Regions from separate parts of the Mus musculus genome. Here all the other regions are linked to region 1. A link is a contact called in public Hi-C, HiChIP or PLAC-seq and promoter capture Hi-C data. All regions are on one chromosome and are shown on one strand. Each heading gives the region's core, a stretch centred on a gene start, on an enhancer-like site or on the middle of the called end of the contact. The rest is flanking DNA. Distances are from core to core; before and after follow the strand shown.

Region 1 (2,999 bases), core at 369-2,868:
TGTAGACCAGGCTGGCCTTGAACTCAGAGATCCACCTGCCTCTGCCTCCCAAGTGCTGGGATTAAATTAGTGCACCACCACCGCCGCCGCCCAGCTAGAAGACCTTGTTTTAACATCACCCTCCACAAAAATAATTAAAAAGCAAAGTAAATGAACGAATGACAAAACAACCCAAGGCAAGAGGCTACTACACCAATTCCCCTGACCCCAGCCCACCGCAGGCACATCACTGCCCAGTCTGGATAGTTCTAAACACATCACCCAGGCTTATGTAAGAGCCTGAGCTTGTGAAGTTGAAACAAAACTTCATCTCTTTCTAGGAACAGAACATAGGGATACTGATGGCTTTAGGGGTGTTGCAGGATATTTGACCACACTGTGACCCTCGGGGATGACAAATTAGGCCAGGAGAATAAAAGATATGTTTACACTTGGGTCACTTCACTTTCAAAGTTCTCTGAGTAATAGATATTTTCCTGTGATAGTAAATCAGGGTAAAAGTAACAGGACTGCACGCTTGTCAGTTTGACTCAGGGCTCCACAGAGGAGGAAGCTGGGACAAGGAAAGAGATAGACTGTCCAGGATGCTCAGGTCCCACCAACAGGGAACAGACTATATACAGTGAAGGGCTCTTCATCTGGGGGTGGCCACAGGATCCCATCATGTAGCCAAGTGCGTTACGGGTGTGCTGTATTACAGGTGTGCACCACCGTGCTTACTATCTCCAGTGTGGCGCACACGCACGCACATACACACAGCATTTCAAATCTACTTGGATTCTTACTTCCCACCGCTCAGTACGATACATTCCAAAGCTGGAGTGTAGTATGGATGGTACATCAAAACTTGGAAGCTCTGGGGTTTCATACCCAGGGCCGTACATAAATATTTAGATCATTCGGAACCTTTTAAACCGTAACCTTCTATTCTATAATCTATTTCCTGTGTAGTTAATTTTTTCAGACTCGAGAGTGAGATTCACGACCCGAAAGCACGATGATGTTTGCTCAGTCCCAACTATTATTGTACGTGACGAGCAGGCTCAGCTCTACGGAAGCCCTCAGATTCAGGTTGGCAACATCTGCTACGGTAAGACTGCAAGTGATCAGACTGAGTTTTGCAAGCAAATTCTTGAGGCCCACACGTCGGAAACGCTTAGAGTCCGGCCATTTGCAAGGCCAGCCTCTATCTTCATGGACTCTTCTTCCGGGGGACGTGGGGCGGGGAATGTGGCCAGGACCTTACCGTCTTTGAGCCGTAGGGCCACGGGTAGGCGTTCTCCTTCTGAGCCATTCTCCAGGGCGAGAGCGGGAGGGGAGCTGGACAGAGAGGGAAACAACAGCGAAGGCAAGAGATGCAGAGGCAGATCCCCGGGGAGTGCAAGCCTGGGCGGGCAGAAGGAAGCGAGTCAGCACGCAGCCAAGGTCGGGGGTACTCCTGCACCTCTCCTTCCAGGCGGATAGCGGGCACGTGGATCCGCCCAACGGAACCCGATCAGCCCCGTGGACCACTGCAGCCCCCGCAGTTCCCCGCAAAGCCGCAGCCTACGCCACTAGGCGCTCGCACACGGAGAACCGGTTTACCCCGCGACCCGGACGCTTTCGAATCTCCCGCTCTAGGTCCATTGGCTGAGCCGCCACTCAGCCCACTCTCATTGGCTACGTTTTTTGTGATGTAGTCATTGAAACAGAACGAAGGTGTGGCCTAAGAGGCTTCTTTTTACTAGTTTGAAACTGTGTCCCAAGATGTGCACGCTCCTTTTTCTAGTTATAAAAAATTAAATATTTAAATTGGGCGGTGGTGGGGCGCACGCCTTTAACCCCAGCACTCGGGAGGCCGAGGCACGTGGATTCGTGACTTCGAGACTAGCCTGGTCTACAAAGCGAGTTCCTGGTCAGCCAGAGTTACACAGAGATACCCTGGGGGGAGGTAGAAAATAATAATTATATATAAATAAAATATATAGAGTAAACATTAATATGACCGAGTTCTTTCCGAAGACCTTGGTTAAATTGTCTGGTTTCCACGAAAATTTAGATGCTACCCTTAATATGATCTTTGAAAATACAGTCTTTTTTCAGTATCTTTGGTGTATTGCCTTTACAATGCCCCATAATATTCAATTCAAGCAGATGCTTAGGTCTATTATATATACAGACATAATATTGTATATGACACAGTATTTGCATAGGGTCTGTAATTCTCTAGGCTTCATTGATTAATTCCTAGATCACCTAACTACCTAATACAATAAAAATACTGTGAGACAGCAGTAAGACCTAAGTTAGGGAATATGATGCCGGGAAAGTCTACTACTCAATACAGATGCAATCTTCTAGATGGGATGGGTAGAGGTGTAGGTTAGACAGACAGACAGACAGACAGACAGATAACAGTTGAATCTGTGGGTGTATAAATCATGAATTTGGAACTGCATTTCTGGGTTCTCTATCCTACCTGTCTGTTTTGTATTTGGTTTTTGTTTATTCAAGACAAGGTCTCTCTGTCCAGCCCAAGTTGGCCTTTAATTCAGCCCAGGCTGGCCTTGAATTTCTAATTATCTCACTGCACCACTGACAAGCCCAGTTCATTTCTTCCGTTTGTATTTTCTTAAGTATCCTGTTTTCCTAGGAAGAGCTTTCAGCCAGTGGCATGGTCTACATTCCTGGGCTAGGTACACTCAAAATCCACTCTCTTGCACATTTTTTGCTTATGTGTCCTTACTATTTTGTTCTTTAAAATCCTGCAAGGTTTCTGACAGTAGGCTTGTAATTTTAGCACTCTGGAGCCTGAGGCAGGAGGATTGCTAGGAGCTCCAGGCTACAGTGTGAGCTGTTTACTCCAAAAATATATATAAATTAAATCCATTTCCAATTCTATACGTTAGCAATTCCCGATGAATTAGCTCTTGGTTTTTCTTATATTCCTTGAGTCATGGTAGAGATGGCTTCTGCTGGCCAAGTCACACTGAAGCTGGCCACGAGGGGTATTTTCACTA
Region 2 (2,999 bases), core at 251-2,750, 1.5 Mb before region 1:
CCAACGTTGCACCAAACAAATTATGACCTGAATGGCAAGGGAGGGAAAAAAAAAAAAAAAAAAAAAAAAACTGTGTCACCTAGAGAAACCCAATTAACAACATGACTCTGCTCTCTTCAATTCTCTCTCCCCTCCAGTCATATCCGGGGCACTTGTGAGGTGGCTGCCTTTTCCCTGGGTAATTTACAAGCCAGAAGCCAATGTGTACAGAGACCTTCTGAGAAGGTAAGCATGAGGTGGGGAATCCTGCTCTAGCTACACCTACGCCGCCGGTTGGGAAAGCTCACCGGGCATGGAATCAAAACACCACCTGGGAGACAGTCTGGAATGGTTCACCTTGAAATTTCTATGTTGCCCTTAAGACAAAGCTGCCCGCTAGAGAACACTTACAAATGCTGAACTGAAAATTCCGGGAGGAGAGAGAGTAAGTGCCCCACGTGGAACAATAAATGGGTTATTTGAAAGCATTCCTGACACAGTTGTTTCCTCTTAACCGCTTCCCTAATGAACCCCTCCCTCCAACTCTCCTTTGCCTCCACTCCCACTAGTTCCCTCCCTACTGACCTCAGGCAGCGTGTTGTGTGTGCGTGTGTGTTTGTGTGTGTGTGTGTGTGTGCTTGTACATGTATGTAAACATCGTCTTCCGGCCCGAGTTTCCGAGGAAATCCAGGCTTCCCTTCCTCCCACTGTGCACTTGTCTGTCCTCCCAGCCCCACGCGGCTGCAGAGTTAGTAATGTAATATTCAGGGACCCCGAGACCGGAAATGCCTGGGTCTGAAAAGCTGCACTTGAAACACGAGAAAAGGGATAGGGAAAGTGAACGTGGGATGGAGACGTAGGAGGTGTGTGGGGTGGAGCGAGGAGGTGAAATCCGCCCAACTTGCAATTTAGGGGTAGGCGAGGAAGAAAACGAGGGATGAGGGGGAGGCTGAGGCAGTTGCAAAGTCAAAATTCCAGGAGCCAGAAGAGGAGGTGGAGGAAGCAGACATGAGGGCCGAGAGAGGGGGGACACAAGAAAGGCTCTGCAGGTGATGCAGGGCTGTGTTTAGGGACACCAGAGGTGACCCTCAAACGCCTATAAAGGAGGGGACTCGGATCCCAGCAGCAAGGTAGGGGTGGCACGCAAGTGTGGGGGAGGGCAGCACAGGGTGGGGACCAAACTGGCTCCCAGAATCTCCAGAGGGCGAACCCCCGGGCGGCGAGAGCTCGGGGTAAGGGCAGGGGTCGCGGGCGCGAGGCTGGGGTGGTGCTCACCCGCAGGGCAGACAGGTCGATGTCGTCCAGGCTGCGGGCGGGGGCTGGGTCGCCCATGGCCGCCGCGGGGCCACTCACGCTCCGGCTCGCTCACTCCGCTGCCGCCGTCGCCGCTTCTCCCCCATCGGGGGACTCGAGGGGCGGGCTCCACCGCGCCTGCCCCGAAGGCCGGGGAGGGGGAGGGCCAGCGGGAGGACCGACCCAGCGGCTGACAGGCGCTCTCACCCGCGCGCCTGCAACCCGAGTCGCCGGCTGCCCTGCGCACGCGCAGAGCCGACCGTGACGCGAACGCGCCGGGCGCCCCCTCCTGCGGGGCGCCGACACCTGCGCGCAGGCGCAGGAGAGCGGGCGGAGGGCGAGCGCGGACCCAGTCTCGCTAGAGCCTGGAGTGGAAGGAGCGCGACCACCCGCTGGTGCGCGTGCGCATACACCTTCCCTTCCTTTTCCCCCTTTTATTATTGTTGCCTCCTCTCCTCTAGTTCCTTCGTTGATCTTTATTTGACTCCTTTTCTTCCCTTTCCCTCTTTCGTGTGCCCAGCTGCCAATCAAACCACCTACCTCTCGATTTGCGGGGGAAGGGAGGCGGGACCCAACCCCCTCTATTACTAGGGGGGTTGTTATGGTAACTCCCCACGCGAGGGCTGCTGGCCTCTAGATAGGACGTGCTGTCCACCCACCCAATTGCCATGGTAACAGTGGAGCCGCTGAAGGAGGGGCCACTCCGTGAGAACTTGGCTGGAGAAACCACGTGGGAGGGAAGGACGGGGCTACTGTCTGCCCTTTACTCCCTTTCTAGGCTGGAGTGGGGATGTTGGGAGCAGATAGGCACTCCTACTGCACACGTCTGTATCTGCTTCTCTTAGCACAGTGTTCTGCAGGAAAGAACTATCCCTGGAGTTGCTAGTGGTAAAGCAGAAGAAACTGTATCCAATCCCTTCAAATGTTTTTCCAGCTCCTCAGATCTACTCCTGTTGGCACAGCACCTCCAGCCGGTTAGTCTCACTAGAGGATGGGTGAGGCTTTGTAACTATAGACAGACATGTTCTGCCACTGACTAATGTGTTGTCTGACCCTGAGCAAGCAAATTTGCCTCTGGGCTTTTCTTTCTCTATGAAGTTGAGGGGAGAAGGTTCTGAGTTTTCAAGAGCTCTTCCAACACTAACACTCCCTCTGAAAATGAATATAAACATTGCTTAGGTGAGCTTGAATTCTCTGGAGGCTTCTTGGCACATTTGGGTGCACATTCAAACTTGCTCCGGGTACTCTCCTGACTCATTTACCTTGCCCCTGATATGCAAGCCACAATCCCCATTTGGCCTTCCCACATGGCCTCTCTGCCTGGCACCTTCGATTAAATTCTTCATTATCCAGAAGTGATTTTTTTTTCTAAAACTTAAATCTGGCATCATTGTCCTGTTTAAAACGGTTTTCTGAACCCCACCATTCAGGAAGCTGAGGCAGGAGGATTACATTTTCTATTAGCCTGGACTATAAAATGACAGGGGGAAAAAAAAAAAAAACAAAATGAGAAAAAAAAAAAAAAAAAAAAAAAACACCGTTTGATGACTCCCACTGCCTTGTGGGTAGTGATATCAAAGACTTTCAAGATTCTGCTGTTTCTTTGACCTTATGTATATATATTTTTCTTTTCTGGTCTTATGTTCTAATAAACCATACTTAAACTTGCTCCAGATGTAATGAAATATATTCTACTTGAAGCCCCCAGAACACCTCTTACCTGTCTT
Region 3 (2,999 bases), core at 184-2,683, 1.2 Mb before region 1:
AGCTGAGGCCTTGCTTCCCCAGGGCCCTCAAGGCCGCCACTTCCAGAAATATGAAGTGTTTCATCTCCATCTGCTCCCATGATAATGACGCGCCTCGGAGAGCTGTTTGCCATATACCTCCCTATACCCAGTCACTCTTCCCAAGGTCCTACCTCACGCCCTGTTCCACATGGCTGAGTCCGAATCCAGATACAACCACCAGATACAACTAGCCCTTTCTAGTTCATCTCTGGCGCAAGTGTTGGGCCAACATTAGACAGGGGAGGAGCCTAGGGAGCGACCAAAGAAGTAAGGTAAGAATTTGACAACCTATCTATTCCTTACTCTTCCAGATAATGCTCGGGATATTTTTCAATGTCCATTCTGCTGTGTTAATTGAGGACGTTCCCTTCACAGAGAAAGATTTTGAGTAAGTGGTCGGGTACTTGGGCGAGTTGGGCGTGGATGAGGAGTAGCATGGTTTGGGTTTATGGGGAGGACACTTCTGAAGACTGGACATTTGTGGCCCTAGGTTGGGGACTTCAAGAAGAGGGCTGCTCTCTACAAAGTAGTTGGGTGGCAGCACGCAGGGTCCTAGTTTCAATCCCCAGCGCGAGAGACAGAGACACAGAAAGGCATGTACTTAGGAGCAGTCTTGCAAGCCACGTTTCCATGGCTACCCAAGCCCACCAGCTTAGATGTGGCCTCTTCCAATATTTTGCCTTCCTGCTCCTTGGTCTACCTCTGTAAAATGGTTACCATGATAGAATTCATTTGGTATGCTTCTTGGGAAGACTAATAGGAGTTAAAGTGCTTTAGCATGGTGTCTGATGCATAGAACTTGCATATTGGATGCTCTGAATGGCTGACATTTCCCTGCTCGCTCGCCACCTTCAGGAACGGTCCTCAGAACATATACAACCTGTACGAGCAAGTCAGCTACAACTGTTTCATCGCCGCGGGCCTCTACCTCCTCCTCGGAGGCTTCTCCTTCTGCCAAGTTCGTCTCAACAAGCGCAAGGAATACATGGTGCGCTAGAGCGCGGTCCGCCTCTCCCTCCCCAGCCCCCTTCTCTATTTAAAGACTCCGCAGACTCCGTCCCACTCATCTGGCGTCCTTTGGGACTTGTGACCCTAGCGAGACGTCATCCCTGGCCCTGCAAAACTGCGCCCAGCCTCTGGAGGAGACCGAGGGTGACCGCGCCCCGTTCTGAACTACAATAAAAAGAAGCGGTTCCCCCTAAGCTTGCTGTCTGTGCTTTCAGGGAGGGGCGGGCCCGGGCTGGAAGGGGCTGAGACCGGCCTCATCGAGGAGTCCGGACCCTCCGACGGAAGTGGAATGAAGCTAGCCGGAAGTGAAGCAACGTCTTCCACCTCGTCTTCCTCCGCGCGGCGAGGCCCCTTGAGTGACTGGGGAGAGGTCGGGTCTCGGCCAATCAGCTGCAGGGAGGGCGGGACTTCCTGCGCGGGAGCCCGAGCGGCCGGCTGCCGGGCTCTCCGTGGTTTCCAGCTCGCGTGGTGGTGGTGGCGGCGGAGCGTCTCCGTGAGGAGGTGCGCGGGGCCATGACGTCAGCGTCCACCAAGGTTCGACCTCCCTCGCGGACTGCGCTCCCTGGCGGCCACGGGAGGGTGGGCCCCCTGCCTGGCTCCCGGCTGGTGCGCGCTGGGCGGGGGGCGGGCGGATCCGAGGCTGGGGTGGGACGGCGCGCTGCCGGCCCCCCGTAATGCTGCTCCGCCCCCAGGTTGGAGAGATCTTCTCCGCGGCCGGCGCCGCCTTCACGAAGCTCGGGGAGTTGACGATGCAGCTGCATCCAGTCTCGGACTCTTCCCCTGCCGGGTACGTGAGACCAGCCTAGGACCTGGACTCCGAGATCAGACGCTTGGACTCAAGTCACAGACACGACCCTCTCTAGAGCAGGGAGATAGAGTAATTCCCCTGTGCCTGGCCCAGCTCAGTGTAGGTGGTAATTGTTGAATTAGTGGATGACAGGTAAAGAGACTACCGAGGCCACAGCCCTCCACTGCAAACCGACAGAATGTCTGCCACCTACCCCAAGCCCTGTGGACTCCCTCAAACTGCTGCCACACATCTTTCAAGGGTTGTGTTTGTAAGGCCCCTACTTGTTTCATTGGTTTCCGTTGGGTTGTTTATGGAAGCTGTTACATGATGAAGTGATGTTTTCAAGTGGCCCTGGATGTAATTTCATGTGGCCAGCGATTTGTCCCCAGGGCTTTTTTTTTTTTAAAAGGAGGTCCTTTTTATGAATCTTTGAAAGGTGCCCCTAGAGACTAGGGGGAAGAGGCTGCTGGCTGTGGACGGAATAGCCTGTGGGCTGGTTCCACACATCCCTCTTCCACTTTTGTTATCACCCTTCTCCCCTTCCGACAGTGCCAAGTGGACGGAGACGGAGATAGAGATGCTGAGGGCTGCTGTGAAGCGCTTTGGGGACGATCTTAATCACATCAGCTGTGTCATCAAGGAACGGACAGTGTGAGGGAGGGTGGCTGGCAGAGAAAGGGGAGGGTGGGCAACTTTCTTCCTCCTGACCCATTGTTCTCTCTCAGAACTCCCAGCTCAGCATCTTTCCTACTTTGTTCCTAGTTTTGTTAGCATTTCCTTGAAGACTGAGAGACTGTCACTGTGGCAGTTGGTCGGAAGATCAGGAAATGCAGTGGTCACTAGGGCCTGCAGAGAACTTTATTTTCATGGTGCCCAGATACTCAGTGGTTGTGTTTGATGATAAGAGTTCCCTAGCTATTTATGTAAATCCTTTGAAACTGGCATGTCCAGGGGATGCATTCTGAACTAATTAGTTGGTCAGGTTCTATGACAGTCTCAGTCTACCTTTATGTCACCACAACATACCTGGTGGTCCTACAAAACCATGCATCTCTCCCAGAGGATCATGAAAAGGGCCTTTCTGGCCACTCAGTTCAGGGACTCCATTCATCTTAATCTATTAGCCCTAAGTGGATGCAAAAGTTCTGAACGTGGGGGGGGGGGGGAGGACCCTTATTAC
Region 4 (2,999 bases), core at 273-2,772, 1.2 Mb before region 1:
TCAAGGAGGAACTGCAAGGCAGGTGCCAGGAGCAGCGAGGATGCCCCATTACCGGTGAGCGCCAACCCTACCGCCAAGACCCGACGGCGGGAGAAGTACCGAGAGAGGGTACCCAGGGCTGGGGCAAACACCAGGGCCCAGCCAGAGCCTGCAAATGGATAGGACAGGATGAGGGTACAGGCATGGCTTTGCAAACATTCTTTAGCCCCTCTTCTCCTCTGCACGCTCACGCGGACACACACACACACACCGCCTTGTACAGTCCCCTATCCTATAAGAAGTTCCTGTCCCCATTATCACCCCTTAAACATACAGCCACCCCACTCTTCTTACCAGCGAGGAGGCCCAGGCCGAGGTAGAGGTGCAGGAGGCTTCGGGCGAAAGCCGAGAAGACCAAGCCAAGCGAGGTTAGGACTCCCCCAACCATCACCACGGGGCGTGCCCCCCAGCGAGTGCTCAGGGCGCTGCCCACTGGGCCTAGAAGGGGGCGGAGTCAACGAAGACATGCCCCGGGACCCCCAAACTATCCGAAACATTTCTCATTGGCTGTTTTGCCTGGCCTGGTAACTCCTCCCATTGACCTCAAGACCCACTCTTCTAGAATTTGGTTCCACCAGTAACTCTCAGGTTGTCTGGTAATCAAGTCTGCTGTCTCCCATCACTACATCCACGGCCTCTCCACCCGGTGCCCGCCTCCCACCTCGGGGGGCCCCCCTCACTGGCTGCCTGCTGCACGGCCAAGGCCAGGGCGCTGACCCACGCAGTGTCCTGGGCGCTTCGTTCAAAGTGCTCCGCGAGGTCGGGGAGGGCAAGGCCCAGGGAGCGTAAGAGCCCGTAGGAGAGCCCGTTCACGGCGAATGCTGCGGCCGCCACCACCCAGCCCCAGCCCCCGTCCGGGGGTCCGGCCGGCTTGGGGGTCATCGCCGTCTGCTGGGGTGGGGAAACACCTGTGAATGAAGTCTCCACGCCTGGGCCTCCGCTAGGGAGCTGACGTCCCTGAGATCCAGCCTCGGGCTGCTCGCCCAGGGAGGGCACGTCGCCCGGAGCATGGGCGCGGGAACCAGGCCTAGGGATAGAAGTCCTAGGTGCGCGTGAGGTCCTGGGATGGAGGGGCAGCAGGATCCCCCAGGCCAGGGGCTCATCCTTCCCAAACCCTCTTTCTCTTACCCGACCTCTCCCGGCGTTGGGGGTAGGGAAAGGGCGAAGGTGGGTTCGGCCGGATTTTCTCCGCGCTTTCCGCAGAAAGGGTTCTGCGGAGCAGCTAGCCAGCACAGAGATGGAGCCCAACTTGGACCGCTCTCTCCAGTAAACAGAGATCACCACAGGGGCCCAAGCCACCTGGGACACGGGGTGGGGGTGGGGGTGAATACCGAGGGCGGGGGAAAGAGAGACAGCCAATCCACCCAGGCCTGGCTAAGGCCTGACGCCGAGTCCCACGAGGATTGAATTATCCACACACGAGCCCCAGCCCTGGTTGGGGAACCGCGAGGAGTGAGCGTACCTGGTGGCCGCGCCCCGCCTCTCCCCGCGCCTCTCACGCCGCGGGGCTCACACCCACGCACCTGCTGCGCACGCAAGAAGAGCCCGGTTGCACTCTTCGCCCGGCCAACTGCCCACGCATGAAAATAGCAGTGGTCTCCAAAACCTAAATGAGTTCTTGGATTCTCGGATTTGTTGTTGAGGATCCTGTAAAGCTCCAACATCAAATCACTCAAATCACTGGCCTCCAATGGACAACACCAGCATGCCCTCACTAGAAAGGAAGGCGAGTTCTCGGTACCAAGACCTGTGATGTTCCAGGCAGTCTTTACATACTTGGCCATTTCATCCTTACAATATCCCTATGAAGATGGCACTATCCCCATTTTACAAATGTAATAGCTGACCCCTAACCCACCCCAAAGCGTTCAGCTAAAAAAAAAAAAAAAATTGAACTTAGGTTTATACTATCGTGGGAGGATACAGGGAGAACAGACCTAGGAGTGACACAGAGATTGGGGACAGTTGAGGGAAAGAGCTTGGAGAGACAGATTGATGTGAACTGTAGTGGAAAGGACAGAATTCATGCAGAGCCACAGTGTGAGGGTGGCTGGGAATAGCTGAAAGGCTTGGGCAAGATTTTTTTTTTTTTAAGGAAGAATTCAGAGAAATAAACCCAGGTGTTTTTCTTGAAGATTTTAACGAGCAACCTTCTTTAGCAGTCACTATTGCTTTACTTCCGCCATTTGATTCATTTGGTTTAATCATTAAACAATGCCATTGAAATTTCAGCGATTTGCAGGTTGGAGCTTATATCAACCCGTAGCCACGGGATGGCGGTGTTTCCTAATTGATGAGAAAGTATCAGCCTAGAAAGGGAAGAAACGTAGCTGAGAAGTCGTGAAACTGGAAGACTAAAGAGAGTAGACAGACTTTCAGAAGCACATCACTGTGTTTGGGGAAGGCCTCACAACCATTAAAGGAGAGCCAGGCTACCTTCCCATCCCACACTCCCACCCCAGGGAATCAGCGTCCTCCCTCCTCAGTAAGTCTACCCTTTTCTCAGTTCTGGGTTTTCACATAAATGGTTTTTCTGCTGAAATGTCCTAGAACAGAAGACCATGAAGGTGTGAGGCCCTGCCACAGACACCTTAGGAAAGTGGCCTCACTGCATTCACCAGCCAGGAGCTGTCTGTGAAAGCCACCGGAGTGGTGGCGCCTGCAGGTACTCAGCCACCAAGGAGGCAGGGAACAGCTGGCTGGTTTCTTGAGAAGGCCAGTAAGAAGTCTGCTCTCTGTAAGTGGAACCCGGCCAGCCCAAAGGAATGGCTCTCTCCGTGATGAAATAGAAATACAGCCAGAGAGGAGACTATTTCTGGGTTGTACCAAATAATGCTGTGTACTTTGGCAGAATGCAAAATCCGGAGCCTAGGGTGATTGGTTGTGAAAGGGCATGTTCCTCGTCTTCCTCATGCTCATAGCCAGAGCCAATGTGTGTTGTCCATGGAGTTAATGAACAT

What was found. Promoter capture Hi-C pulls out the DNA fragments that hold promoters and counts their contacts. Hi-C and Micro-C count contacts between places; a contact is called where the count stands out from the background. HiChIP or PLAC-seq counts read pairs in DNA pulled down with a chosen protein or histone mark.
Region 2: a contact with region 1 is called in a promoter capture Hi-C map of liver, with 7 times the contacts expected there. The contact joins the promoter of Mink1 here to the promoter of Aurkb in region 1. A contact is called at or near these places in 2 of 39 promoter capture datasets (both in liver) and 1 of 484 Hi-C or Micro-C datasets (B cells).
Region 3: a Hi-C map of B cells shows a contact between it and region 1, with 7 read pairs. The contact joins the promoter of 0610010K14Rik here to the promoter of Aurkb in region 1. A contact is called at or near these places in 7 of 39 promoter capture datasets (the C10 cell line, cranial neural crest, fetal liver and 4 more), 1 of 484 Hi-C or Micro-C datasets (B cells), 2 of 115 datasets of contacts at active chromatin or transcription factors (embryonic stem cells and pancreatic cancer cells) and 1 of 9 other capture datasets (liver).
Region 4: an HNF4G HiChIP or PLAC-seq map of pancreatic cancer cells shows a contact between it and region 1. The contact joins the promoter of Slc16a11 here to the promoter of Aurkb in region 1. A contact is called at or near these places in 2 of 39 promoter capture datasets (liver and stem cell-derived epiblast-like cells), 1 of 115 datasets of contacts at active chromatin or transcription factors (pancreatic cancer cells) and 1 of 9 other capture datasets (pancreatic islet).

What each region holds. Positions count from the first base shown.
Region 1 is chr11:69,044,256-69,047,254 of GRCm38.p6, reverse strand. Aurkb (aurora kinase B) reads right to left here and starts at 1,618. Exons shown (of 8, transcript NM_011496.2): 1 at 1,247-1,618. The coding sequence starts at 1,294.
Region 2 is chr11:70,561,382-70,564,380 of GRCm38.p6, reverse strand. Mink1 (misshapen-like kinase 1 (zebrafish)) reads right to left here and starts at 1,500. Exons shown (of 33, transcript NM_001045964.1): 1 at 1,255-1,500. The coding sequence starts at 1,311.
Region 3 is chr11:70,236,348-70,239,346 of GRCm38.p6, reverse strand. 0610010K14Rik (RIKEN cDNA 0610010K14 gene) reads left to right here and starts at 1,433. Exons shown (of 6, transcript NM_145758.1): 1 at 1,433-1,563; 2 at 1,722-1,816; 3 at 2,369-2,470. The coding sequence starts at 1,543. Rnasek (ribonuclease, RNase K) reads left to right here. Exons shown (of 3, transcript NM_173742.3): 2 at 333-409; 3 at 877-1,224. The coding sequence ends at 1,018. It overlaps Gm40191 (a long non-coding RNA gene), which reads right to left and starts at 336. Exons shown (of 3, transcript XR_879979.3): 1 at 153-336.
Region 4 is chr11:70,212,433-70,215,431 of GRCm38.p6, reverse strand. Slc16a11 (solute carrier family 16 (monocarboxylic acid transporters), member 11) reads right to left here and starts at 1,522. Exons shown (of 5, transcript NM_153081.3): 1 at 1,168-1,522; 2 at 720-930; 3 at 334-477; 4 at 1-148. The coding sequence starts at 921.